Linked DNA regions of Mus musculus: region 2 is linked to region 1. Evidence: chromatin contacts called from public HiChIP or PLAC-seq data. All regions are on one chromosome and are shown on one strand. Each heading gives the region's core, a stretch centred on a gene start, on an enhancer-like site or on the middle of the called end of the contact. The rest is flanking DNA. Distances are from core to core; before and after follow the strand shown.

The links. HiChIP or PLAC-seq counts read pairs in DNA pulled down with a chosen protein or histone mark.
Region 2: a contact with region 1 is called in an H3K27ac HiChIP or PLAC-seq map of epiblast stem cells, with 4 times the contacts expected there. The contact joins the promoter of 4933435C09Rik here to the enhancer-like site in region 1. A contact is called at or near these places in 2 of 484 Hi-C or Micro-C datasets (the MNK3 cell line and cerebral cortex), 3 of 115 datasets of contacts at active chromatin or transcription factors (embryonic basal ganglia, epiblast stem cells and heart atrium) and 1 of 9 other capture datasets (liver).

Annotation. Positions count from the first base shown.
Region 1 is chr12:79,718,169-79,720,957 of GRCm38.p6, forward strand. The region is part of intron 8 of Rad51b (RAD51 paralog B); the gene reads left to right. Among named protein-coding and RNA genes, the nearest start is that of Gm36048, 79 kb to the right of the region's middle. Within about 2 kb of position 1,288, at least 71 of the 459 cell types and tissues checked have an H3K27ac peak or open chromatin away from gene starts, as enhancers often do. A contact at or near this core is called in cerebral cortex, embryonic basal ganglia and epiblast stem cells, where this site is marked.
Region 2 is chr12:79,935,086-79,938,013 of GRCm38.p6, forward strand. It overlaps 4933435C09Rik (a long non-coding RNA gene), which reads left to right and starts at 1,454. Exons shown (of 3, transcript XR_381736.3): 1 at 1,454-2,454. It overlaps 9430078K24Rik (RIKEN cDNA 9430078K24 gene), which reads right to left and starts at 1,179. Exons shown (of 4, transcript NR_131074.1): 1 at 1,102-1,179.

The DNA.
Region 1 (2,789 bases), core at 38-2,537:
TATATATAAAATTATATTTTTGTTTCTTTGCATGGTCTGGATTAAGCCCAGAATAGAAACAGAAGGATCTTCAGGTGTCAGCCTGCTTACCCTCCTTGATTGTGCACGCTCTGCTTTTCCCTAGTTTGGTCCTTCACCTCGTGACTGATATCACCCAGGAGGGCCGGGACTGGTGTCACCCCTGAAAGTAGGATACTCTCCTGTGAGAGAGTCCTGAAGTCAAGACTTGTGTGCACATGGGCCATGGTGTCTACGTGCCCTGGTGTGAACTGGGAATCTCGGGCATGGCCCTGCTTCACAGACACACAGGGAAACAAACACAAATGGGATGGTAGTTAGAACCCATGACAAAGACTAGTCCATGGGAAGGCACAGGTCTGACTGGGTCATGTGCTTACCTCTCCAAATGCATTCCAAGGGCAAGCAAGGCCACAATGGACTGCCTTCGCTAGCTGCGCACTCTGTGCTGCGGAGCTAATGGCTGATGAATATTTAGCTTTGCTTTACTGACATCCTTTCTTGTCTGTCTTTATCCTCTCTATCTCCCCATCCCCATCTTCTTGGTCCCTGAATTGCCCTTGTTTATAGATCGCCTACCTGATCCCCAATCAACCCTCTCACCCTCTCGCATTGCTCACAACTGCTCTGCCTGGCCTTAGAAGAGCCTATGCTTGGGGCTGGTGAGATGGCTCAGTGGGTAAGAGCACCCGACTGCTCTTCCGAAGGTCAGGAGTTCAAATCCCAGCAACCATATGGTGGCTCACAACCATCCGATCACGAGATCTGACTCCCTCTTCTGGAGTGTCTGAAGACAACTACATAGTGTACTTACATATAATAAATAAATAAATCTTTAAAAAAAAAAAAAAAAAAAAAAAAAAAAAAAAAAAAAGAAGAGCCTATGCTTGATTCAGGGCATGCATGAAACAGAGTGCCTGACACAGGCAACCACCAGACATTTTGTGGGGAGGACCAATTAGAGGCCAGAGTGACCAGGGCGAGCAGCAGGACGTCCAGAAGGACGCCTAGCTGCTAAGGAGTGGAGCCTAATCTCGTTACAGGCGGGATGGAGACTCCTGGGGCCCACAAGCTTCCTCCCCGCTGTGCCTAGAGGGATATCATTGGAGGACCGGGCTGTGGAGGGCTCTGCTGGCCAGCAGCCCCCTTCCCCCCACCCTCCAGCCCCCTAGATTCTCTTTTCTTTTGCAGTGACACACACTGAGTGCCTCTGAGGTCATTTGTTTCCCACAGCCTCACAGGGCGCTGTGGCAACAAGGGGGACAATGGTCTCTCACAGGGATGATGGGAGGCCTTGTTTTGCCTTAAATAAGCCCCTTCAAGGGAGCAGCAAGGTCTGGTGTGTGTGTGGTTTGTTTTTTCAGAAAATCCTCTTGCCCATAGTTCCAGTGTGAAGTACTCAGGCAACTTCAATTGAGGACATAAAGAATCCTATGTGTGTGAGAGAGGGTTTAATTTTATTTTTATTGCCACTTTGAGACCAGAACTGTGTTTCCCTTCTCTGAGTTACCCTCTCTGCACTCCTGCTCCCTGGACCCCAGCATTCTTCAGATAGTTATATGCAGGAATTGGCAGGTGCTGGGGACAGTGCATCTATGATGTCTCCTGGGTCTCCAGTTGCCCTCTTCTTTGGTGAGGGAGCTCGGCGGTGGGGATTTAGAAATGCGTTCCTTTGCATTTTTTCACCTAGTCCCAAGTCTGAAGAAAGTGCTTAAAAGGGCCTATGAGGGGAGGGGGTGGGATTCCTGGCAAAGGGAATGTGAAAACTGAAGAGAGGAAGGCAAGCCCTGTATGCTGCCTCAGAACACACCAGAGCTTCTGGGGAGTGCCCAGGAAGGAGGCCTGTGTAGGAGACAGAGAAGTTGGGCTCAGGTCCTGATCCAGCTGTGTGTTAAGGAAAGATGCCCACACTCTGATAGCCCTACTCAGGAAGAAAGAGCTGTCCATCCATCTTAGGGTATTCTGTCCAGTGTTTCAGACCTTCTCATGGAGCATAGTGTGGCTGTGGAACCTGCACAGGTGAGTGCAGGGCATGCTATGCCATCTTGGTACTGCTGAAAGAACTCAGTGGGGAAACCCCCACTCAGCTCCCAATTCGGCGTGCACCCAAGAATCACGAATAGAACACAACACCTTGATGTAACAACAAGAGGTTTTTTAATGGCGGAGCTCCGGGTCGAAACGTATCTCACATAACAGGAGACAGTGGATTCGACCACGAGGCTTGGAAGCTAGGGGTTTTTATAGAAAAGGAGTGGGGCTGGGGGAGGAATTGGCGCGGTTTCACATGATTGGTCCATTTAAACATCAGCAGCCTGTAACATTTAACTTAGGTCAGAGGGGTGGGAGATAGGGAGGCGATGGGCTTGCCCGGGCATGTCCTGGTCTGTTCTGCTATGTTCTCAGCCCCAGGTTTCAAGGCTCAGAAACAACTCTTTGGGCTATTTAACATACATTACATGAATTACAGTTTTATTTCCTTTCACTGCGTCTGCAGAAACTGAGCCTGAACAGATTGAAGTCATTCCCAAGACTGCCCAAGGTGAGCAGCTGATGGGTCGACTTCAGATTACACCCAGAATCCCTTGCTCTCTGGACCCTTAGCTAACTAGTGTGGTCTAGAAATTCTTGGTTCTTCTTTTTTAAGACAGGCAATTGAGACAGGGTCTGATCTGAGCCATCACTAGCACGCGTCAAGTTGCTTCTTGTTTAACTGTGTGGGTAAGTTATGTCTTACCACAAACCGTTCTTCTTTGATTTCTAACAATCAT
Region 2 (2,928 bases), core at 204-2,703, 220 kb after region 1:
CATTATAGGTCTATGAAACAAACATTGGGAAAGATTGACTGTTTGACAGTACTAGCTGGGGACAATGGTACATGCCTTTATTCTCAGCATTCAGGAAACAGAGGCAGGTAATATCCATAAGTTTGAGGCCAGCTTAGTCTACATAGCCAGTTCCAGAACAGCCAGGCTACATAGTGAGGCCCCATCTCAAACAAACAAACAAAAGTACTTTAGCATAGTTCCCTCTAAGGAGCTCACAGCCCAGGAGGAGGGCTGTTGGAGAATGGAGCTTAAGTCACAATGTAAAGAATGAGCCATAGCCACACAGAGGACCATCAATCTACCCAAGGATTCTGGAGATGGCACATAGAAAGAAGACCTAGAAGTTGGGGCTAATTGAACCAGCATTTTCAAGCACCTGAATTGGCTTTTCATGATGGGAGTGATGAGTGTGTTGCCCAAGGTCCTTGCACTCTGGGGAGTTAAGGATGACAAGCTCTTAGGGAATGGGAATCCTTTCACTGGGAACCACGGCTACACCCTTGGGCAGTGTGTCTGATGGACTAGTGGCCTCAGGCATGTCTTAATGTTGCATGTAGTCGGACATCTTAGAACAGAGTTCCAAAGCTGGTAGCATGTTCTTCTAGACTCTTCTCTTTTTACAAAAGAGAAGGCCCAGGTCTGCTTAAACAAGATCAGATGAAAGTCTAAAACAAGTCACAGTGCCAAGCTCCACATGTTCTGGAAGGTTCTCCTAGACTGTGTCTCTAAAAGATCGGGGTGGAGAAGAGTCCCGTAGGCCCAAGGCAGTGTCAGGTTCCCCCTTTCAGTCAACAGGAATAGAAGAGCCTTTAAGCAAAACCATATTTTTTTACATGTAAGCAAAACTTCTTAGAGAAATACTTAAGACAGCATTTTGTTGATGAGCCCAATGCCTTGGACCCTTCCTCGCTCCTTCCACCTGTCCTAAACACCCAACTTTCCATTCCCTGAGCAGCTCCACTCTCAATTGCTACATCCCCTAGGAAAAACTTCTATGCCCTCCCCATGGAAACAGTCACCCCCTTCCCTTCACACAAACCCATCTTACCTCAGGAAAAGATTCCGCATTTCCCTGCTTACCTGTGTGCCTTTCTGAGGCCAGGAAGTGGGGTTTTCTCCTCTGACACCCACCCTACTCCTAAGGGCCCATAAAGCTTTTAGTGAATGGACTCAGACTGCTATAAACAGCATCTTAATTTGCCCTAGCGTCTTCTAGCAGAGCAGGGTCAATCGCAAAGTCTCTCTTGATAAAATCAGAGAATGTCCTCATCCCCTAGTTTCACATATAAAGACTCTAAAGTGTGAATAAGGGAGGCTAGTCCAGGAGTAAGTATGTGTCCACACCAGGAGTGTAACAAGTGCTCCTCAGACTAGGATGAGCCCTACCAGGACTATGCTGAGACCCCCAAATTCCTCAGAGTCCATACACCACCCAAAATCAGATGAAAGTCTAAAACAAGTCATAGTGCCTAGCTCCAGAATGTTCTGGAAGGTTCTCTGAGACTGTCTCTCTAAAAGGTTGGGGTGGGGAAGAGCCCCCATAGGCCCAAGAAAGTGTCAGATTCCCCCTTTTCAGTCAACAGGAATGGAAGAGGCTTTAAGAAAAACCAAGTATTATTATTTGTTTGTTTTTACTGTGACTCAGTCTGTAGTAACTGGGTTAAAGTCCACTTTGAGACTAGGAGAACAAAAGACCTCCTGTTAGTGCTGGAAGTTTGCCTCTTAAGATATCCCTGAGGGGAACTGGGAAGAGAAAAAAAAAAAAAAAGGAGAGCCAGCAGCAGGACAGAGGAAGCTGTGGGCCTTCAGGAACACAGCCGAACTCTGGAAAGGAAAACACACTGCCTTTCATCTCTAGGCCTATCTGCACTGGCCGCTCCCTTTGCCGCTGTTTTATGGCTCACTGCAGGACACAGGCCAGTGCCCGATTCCCACACTCCTCTAACACGCTGAAACTGCCAGGGGTTATAGCAAAATAGACAAATGTCCACAGCTAACCAGACCTAGGTTCAAGAGGAGGGGGAAGAAGGGAAGGGAAAAGAAGGAGAGTTGGAGGGAGAAGAAGGGGATGACCCCACCCTACAGAACTCATTACATGTTGGGTGCTGTTCTGAGAGTACCCATGGCAACCCATTGTCTCGACACCCAAGAGGAGTCTAATGAGCTAATTCCCGGGGCCCAGAGGAAGAGGCAAGCTGGACCACTCTATTGGAGAAATCTATTCCCTTTAGTACTGTGGAGGAGTCACATGGCCAGTAGACTGAATCTTTCAGGCTACACACTAAAGCCATCTGACTCCAGCACTGGAGGACTTTATCCTTCTCTTTTCAAGTAGAAAGAGAATATTGAGGAAAGACAAGGCAAGAGTTCTCGTCCCAACCCTGCCTGTGACCTTTCTCCATCACCCTATGGAGATGTCCCACCTCCCAGATGGTAAGATGGGTCTGCACTGTGATTGCCTGTCCTGGAGTTGATCCACTATACCTTGACTGTATTGTATGAAGCCGATTGGAGACACTAAAGAAAAGACGGGAACTCCATGATGGTCTCAGAAATTCCTCCGTTAAAGCTCCTTCTCATCCTCTCTCCCTTCCAGGGCCTCCCCCCAATTAGATCTCTGCCTGCAGCTCCAGGACCTGCTCTATACAGTGTCTGGACCTTCTGGGTCTCCCAACTCACTTAATGAACACTTAGCATTTTGTTCTCTGAACAAGTTATATAATTTCTGAGTCATGATCAGACAGCAGAGATTTCTCCACCAAAACCAGAAAAGAAAGCATTGTGTGCTAAGTGCCCCTCATCTCTTTGTGGGACACCCCAGTTCTGCAGAAGTCTGCAGAAGACTGCTGCGGAGAGCCAAGATGGTTAGGAGCCTGTCCTCTAGCATCCTATTGGCTGCAGGTGACT